Linked DNA regions of Xenopus laevis: region 1 is linked to region 2. Evidence: chromatin contacts called from public Hi-C data. All regions are on one chromosome and are shown on one strand. Each heading gives the region's core, a stretch centred on a gene start, on an enhancer-like site or on the middle of the called end of the contact. The rest is flanking DNA. Distances are from core to core; before and after follow the strand shown. Region 1 has its middle 96 kb from the start of peli2.L. Region 2 has its middle 55 kb from the start of tmem260.L.

Region 1 (3,565 bases), core at 83-2,582, 160 kb after region 2:
GCATATGGGTGCTTCTAGCAGCTGGTCAACACTACAATGTGGATCAGACTAAGAGCTGGCATCGTCTTTCTTTGTTTCTGAAAACAGAAAAATGTGTGTTATTATTATGTGAGCAAATTCAGTAAATATAAGCCGAAGCTAAAAAGTATCTAATTTTAGACTTGAAATCACTGTAAGGGGCAGATTTATCAAGGGTCGAATTTCGAAGTGGAAAATACTTCGAAATTCGACCATCGAATAGAATCCTCCGACATTCGAATTCGAAGTCTAAGGATTTTATTCATCGTACAATCGTATTCTGACCATAGTACGATCGTACTCTGATTGTACTTCGAATCGTACGATTCGAACGATTTTATCGTACGATTTTCCTTCGAATATAAAAAACGTAGAAAATTGCTCTGGAAGGTCCTCATAGGCTAACATAGCACTTCGGCAGGTTTAAGTAGGCGAAGTATTGAAGTCGAAGTTTTTTTAAAGAGAAGTGGAAAATACTTCGAAATTCGACCATCGAATAGAATCCTCCGACATTCGAATTCGAAGTCTAAGGATTTTATTCATCGTACAATCGTATTCTGATCATAGTACGATCGTACTCTGATTGTACTTCGAATCGTACGATTCGAACGATTTTATCGTACGATTTTCCTTCGAATATAAAAAACGTAGAAAATTGCTCTGGAAGGTCCTCATAGGCTAACATAGCACTTCGGCAGGTTTAAGTAGGCGAAGTATTGAAGTCGAAGTTTTTTTAAAGAGACAGTACTTAGATTATCGAATGGTCGAATAGTCGAATGATTTTAACTTCGAATCGAAGTCGAAGTAAATTCGAAGTCGTAGTAACCTATTCGATGGTCGAAGTATTCAATAAATTACTGAGAATTTCGAATTTTTTAACTTCAAAAATTCCCTCGATTCACTTTGACCCTTGATAAATCTGCCCCTAAGTGTATCATGAACATACATTTCTTGCAACCAAATGCTTCACGCTGCATACGCCTGGCACAGGACAAGAGGCAGGGGATGGAAAGGACTATGGAGTCACTGAAACATCCTGACAGGGTAAAAAAGAAAATAAGGAAAGACGTGATGGGAAAGGAAAATAATAATAATAAGGCAGTGCCGAAGAGGAAAGCAGAATGGTATAATAACTAAGAAGGGATAAAGGAAGCGAGTGGCAAGAGGGGTAGGACATAATATTTAGCAGAGTAGATTTCAGGTATGACTATTCACTGTACATGCAGCAACCCTACCCAAGTGTAAAAACGTGTAACACATTCCATTCAGTTTCCCAGGCAGCGTGACTGTCACAAGTAGGAAAGTTGAAATACTTCTGCTTCAGTAATAGAGTCTGTAATGTGAGTAATTCAATGCTGGGAGCAAAAATGCAATGACAGTAGCCTGTAACATTCCACTGGAATATACTCACGCATCTTGCATGTCAGGATTTTAGCACCACAATTGTAGTTCATTGGGTGGTATTTGGTTAACTGTGTATTGTAATCTAATACAATACTAATATATTTAGCTGTAAATACTGTAGGAATGCAACAATCCTATTAAAATTGTTTTTCAAAAGGGCGTGTTTATAACCATGTGAAATTAAACCTTTGTCTATGTGTTAATGTAACAGTAAAGATGTTTTTATATAGCGGTGGTTTTTTTTCAAGAAACACCAAAATTGTATAGGTATGGGACCTTTTATCCAGAATGCAGTGTAATTGGGTAAGAACTTGCCAAACTCAACAAATTTTGCTCAGCAGGCTAAAACATTCCATCCAGTGGTGACCATATCAGCACATTGATCCTGTCCTCTCCCAATGGACCTGCTTAGGCATCCATTGTCATCTGATAATTGGCCTCAGAGCCATGCGATTGAATCAGCTCAATTTGGCCCAGAATGTTGGTGGTTTCGTGACCTTGCCAATTGTGAAGATCTTAGTGTGTCTGGTCAAGCTTGTTCCCTGGCAGAGATACATTATCCAGTTTTGAGTACCCCGTGGTTCAGTGCTGCTGAACACAGATATCTGCTGAAAACAACAAATCAGTCAGTGGCCACTAGATCATCCACAGCCTTGGGCAACCAGCAGCAGTTTGGTCTTTTACTATTGTTTCAACCGATTATTGTTTGCAGTTGCGTCCATTGATACAACCCATTATTGTTGGGTCTGCAGTTGGGTCTCATGTCTATTTTTACAACCTATATTGTTGTATTTGCAGTTGGGTCTGCTACTCTGGTTGTTATAACCCACTATAGTTGGGTTTAAGTTGGGTCTGCTACCCCATTATTGTTGCATTTGCAGTTATGTCTAATACCCCTTTTGTTACAATCCATTATTGTTGTGTTTGCAATTGCATGTCCTAAGCCTATTGTTACAACCCATTATTGTTGCATTTGCAGTTGTGCCTTGTACCCCTCTTGCAACAACCCATTGTTGTTGTATTTGCAGTTGGGTATCCTGGCCCTATTGTTATAACTCATTATTCCTTGGTTTGCAGATGGGTCTACTACCCATTTACAACCATTGTTGTTTTTTTTGTAGCCGTGTTTCCAAAACCCTATTGTTACAAAACCAGTATTATTGTGTTTGCAGTTGGATCACCTACCCCTATTGCTACAACCCATTGTTGTTGCAGCTGAAGTCTCACCCATATTATTATGAAATGTTGTATATTTCTTGATCTAATGCTGAATGGAAATTCATGCAAGTTGCATATGGCAAAACACTAAATACAGTGGGTCATACCAGATATAAGAAGAGTAAAGAATAAGAGACTAGAGTCTCTCCAGTGATCCTTAGGAATTTTTACTCTGGTACTATGGAATTTGTCTTGAAACATAACATCTACAAATACAAGAGGTCCTCTGCACTCAACCCATTATAAATACATGAAGGACACTGAGACATTTTGTGCCTTAAGCTACTTAATAATGCCTTCACCTTTAAACAAAACAGGGATTGTAATATATTTGTGGATTCTTCACAGGCAGAGAATCCATGACCCTGCTGCTCCCCTTGTTCTGAAGGCACAGGGCGAATTTCAGTGCAAAATGTTGCGTTTCGGCTCAAAATCTTACTGCGTCTGCTTGCACCTGAGCGGAAACAATGCTTTCAGGTGCAGGCAGATCAGGAGCGGAAGAGCAGCAGGGCAGTGAATTCTCCGTCTGCATAGAAACGAAGGGCGGAGAACTGCCTTTGTCTTGCCCTGGCCTTAAAAGAGCACTAAACCCTAAAAATTAAAATGGTTATAAATGTCATATTTTATATACTGAACTGTACCAACCTTAACTTTCAGCATCTCAATAGCAGCAATGATCCAGAACTTTAAACTTGTCACTGGGGGTCACCATCGTTGAAAGTGTCTGCGACACTCACATGCTCCGTGGGCTCTGTTGAGAAGCTAAGCTTAGGGTCATTGCAAATTTACAAACAGAAAATGAGGTTTGTCTTTAATATAAGGTGATGCTACACGTCTGATAATTAAATTCCGGTGCTAATTTCACTGGTTTCTAAACTCACATGTAGTAATTATCTGTTTCTATTCTGATTATGCAGTATTTTGT
Region 2 (3,516 bases), core at 826-3,325:
CCAGAAAGAGATGCACCTGATCATGAGATGACTGTCACCTTATTATTATCATAATACAGGTATGGGATCTGTTATCCAGAGTGCTCAGGAGCTGGGGTTTTCTGGATAACAGACATATCTGTAATTTGGATCTTCATACTTTAAGTTTACTTAAAAAAATCTTTTAAATATTTAATAAACGCAATAGGCTGGTTTTGCTTCCAATAATGATTAATTATATCTTAGTTAGGATCATGTACAATGTACTGTTTACCTTGAGGTGGGCAATATCGGGCTGATCCGATCGAGGGCCCTAGGGCCCAACGATCGGATCCTAGCGAACGCGAATGGGCGGTCGGATCGCGGGACCGCATCAATGAACAGATGCGGCCGCGATCCGACGGTATTTTTAGTCCCATCCGATCGAGATCTGGCCGACTTTCGGCCAGATCTCGATCGGGGAAGCCCATCGGGGGCCCCCATACACGGGCCAATAAGCTGCCGACTCGGTCTGTCGGCCACCTTTAAACCCTAAAAACAAATGTGGGTAGAAATGCAAACGTTTACATTCTGAACTTATTGCACCATCCTAAAGTTTTAGAATCTTTATAACAATAGTGATTTAGGTCTTCAAAGTTGTGCCACCAGAGGGGCCACCAGTGGGCTCTGAGCAGCTGTTGAGAAGCTAAGCTTAGGGGATGTTGCAAATAATGAAGCAAAAAATAAATGAGGTTCACATCTGAGTTTAATACTAATCAGCCTTGTAGTGTAAGATTTATATGCTATAAACACAGTATCATGTGTGTCATTCCTTAAGCTCAGGTAAGTGACAACAACAGAGCATGTGCAGTGAACCAGCAGAAAATAAGATGGGGAGCTACTGGGGCATCTTTGGAGGCACATATCTGCATTGTTGTGGTTGCCTTGGGCTGGTACAGAAGCCCAAAACATAATGTGCAGCATTTCTAGCCTACTTCTATGTTCATCTTTACTTTTCCTTTAAATCAATTTACTTCAAACACTTGCATTTGTATCAAATGGTTCCTCGAGTGACTCTCCTTATTGAAATAATTAATTTTCATCTTTTATTGTTGAGACTTAGCTGAATATGCTGCAATGGCATTAATTATATCAAGGGGTTACGTTGATGATTCCCCACTTTAATTTATGTGATTTTGTGAGTGACATTGCAGCTCTTGGGGGGCAATGTCACGGAGAGCAGAACCATAAGAGGCAATGGACTCCTCCCAGGCCCAGACTGGCAATCTGTGGGTTCTGGCAAATGCCAGAGGGGCTGCTATAAGGTGCCATAGAAAGTCAGTATTTAGTGGGCTGGTGGGGGCTGTTTGGGCCTCTGTGTACCTGAAATGCCAGGGCCTATTTTGATTCTCAGTCCGGACCTGACTCTCCTCCCTACAGATTTAACTACGTGAGAGTCAGTCAGTGAGAATGGGAACAGGGTAGTGATGTGCGGGCCGGCCCGAAGCCCACAGAAAGGCCAGCAACAGGCAGGCTGTGGAAGTTTGGTCAGACAGGCAGGATCAGCTACCAGAAGATCATACAAAGAAACAGGCTTAGTAATTCAGCTCAGACAAAAGATCATTTAGAAAGGAATTGCTGCGCCTGGCATCCTTTAAATGGCTTTGCACATGCATTTGGGGCAGGGCACCAGAACTGGTAGAGCATGCGTCAGAAACGTCGTGGAGTGCATCGGAACAGCACAATATGCTTTTCACTATATGTTCACTATATTTTCCAGCTGTTGGCACATGTATTAATAATGTATTCCTTAACCTTTTTCTTAGGAGACTCTAATTAAGTTTTGGAATCAATTTTACACACCTGTCCCAAGCACCATTTAGGAACCTAATTTTAATTACCTATTGTTAGAAAATTAAGAGCACTGTGCTAATGAGACCAGTTGAAAGACTCTAACTAGTTACCAGGGGCAGCAAAAAGCCACTCCTTGTAACTTTCAGAGCTGAATTTCCAGTTTTTAAACCGGAAATTCAGTTATTCTAGTATAAGAGAGAACAATTGTGCTCTCTGCATTAGCATTGTGGCCCTCCTGGACCCCTGTGGGGCAGGAAAGGTAAGCACTGGGGGGGGGGGGGTTAGCGAGGGGGGCGCATTGCAGGAGCAGCTTGGAGACTTACAGTATACAGCAAGGGGACCTAAAAGTTAAAGGTGGACTAAAGCTTAATAGAAAAAACAGGGGTTGTGGGAGCACTCCAAGGTTAAAGGAACAGTAACATCAAAAAATAAAAGTGTTTTAAAGTAATGAAAATATAATGCAGTGTTGCCCTGCACTGGTAAAACTGATGTGTTTGGGTCAGAAACTCTACTATTGTTTATATAAATAAGCTGCTGTGTAGTTTCAATTTCCGCCATTGCTCCACAGCAGCTTGTTTATATGAACTATAGTAGTGTTTCTGATGCAAACCGATCAGTTTTACCAGTGCAGGGCAACAGTACATGATATTTCATTACTTTAAAACACTTACATTTTTTGGTGTTACTGTTCCTTTAATTCTCCTTTTAGTGCAGGTATCTCCAAATCTTCCCCATCCAGCTGAGCACCTTCTATAATCTTTATGTTGACTTCTTTATGTATTGTTATGGCAAGAAATCGGAGTAGCTCCTTGCTTCTTTTCTGGGAGCCTTTTTCATTTGCTTTGTGTTCCGCTCAGAGTCTCCACTGAAGGTTTCTAAAAGTTGACCCTGTCTATGCTGCCATTAATATACAGGTCCATATACATTGAATATATATGTATATAATACACAAAAGCCATGAATATCCTGTAAATGGTATCCTTATAAATGGTGCTTAGTGATGTCATCGGTTATAATCAGAGCTTAGTGATGCCACATGACCTGTGTATTATAATAAATAAAGTACCCCCTGTTGTAAAATATGAGGATATTAGAAATCACCTCAGAGTTCCATGACCTGTATAAAAACACTCAGCCTCATGATTTTATATGGTCTTGGAACTCCTCTGTAACTTATAATATCCTTATATTTTACTGGAGGGGGTACTTTATTCACTATGTATAATACAGGCAATGAGTTTGACTTCTCCCTAGCTGTGCTATTATTGGGGGACAATTATAAGGTAGGGAAGACGTGAAATTTGCAAGGACACCCAGCATTACATTGTCCCTTTGGAACAAATCGTAGATATAATTTCAAGTTATATTCTGTAAACTTGTTAAATACTTTGCAGCCTGTGGCCCTCCTGCCATTGTCAGGGTCGGACTGGACCGTCGGGACACTGGGAAAAAACCCAGTGGGCCCCGCCAGCCCAGATCCGCTCCTACCTGCTTGCCACTCTGCGCTTCGTGGTCTCTCCCCGCCCTGACGATGCAAGGATACCAGGGACTCGCTGGTCAAATCAGGGAGGGAGGTGGCTAGAGGAGGGTTGTGGGCGGATGGTGAGGAGGCCTTAAAGGGATACTGTCATGGGAAAATTTTTTTTTTTCAAAATGAATCAGTTAATAGTGCTGCTCCAGCAGAATTCTGCACTGAAATCCATT

The links. A called contact is a pair of places that touch in the nucleus more often than the background predicts.
Region 1: a contact with region 2 is called in a Hi-C map of the XTC cell line, with 4 times the contacts expected there. The contact joins two enhancer-like sites. A contact is called at or near these places in 2 of 4 Hi-C or Micro-C datasets (the XL177 cell line and the XTC cell line).

What each region holds. Positions count from the first base shown.
Region 1 is chr8L:96,149,134-96,152,698 of Xenopus_laevis_v10.1, forward strand. No RefSeq gene overlaps it. Among protein-coding and RNA genes, the nearest start is that of peli2.L, 96 kb to the left of the region's middle. Within about 2 kb of position 1,333, at least 1 of the 7 cell types and tissues checked has an H3K27ac peak or open chromatin away from gene starts, as enhancers often do.
Region 2 is chr8L:95,986,411-95,989,926 of Xenopus_laevis_v10.1, forward strand. No RefSeq gene overlaps it. Among protein-coding and RNA genes, the nearest start is that of tmem260.L, 55 kb to the left of the region's middle. Within about 2 kb of position 2,076, at least 2 of the 7 cell types and tissues checked have an H3K27ac peak or open chromatin away from gene starts, as enhancers often do.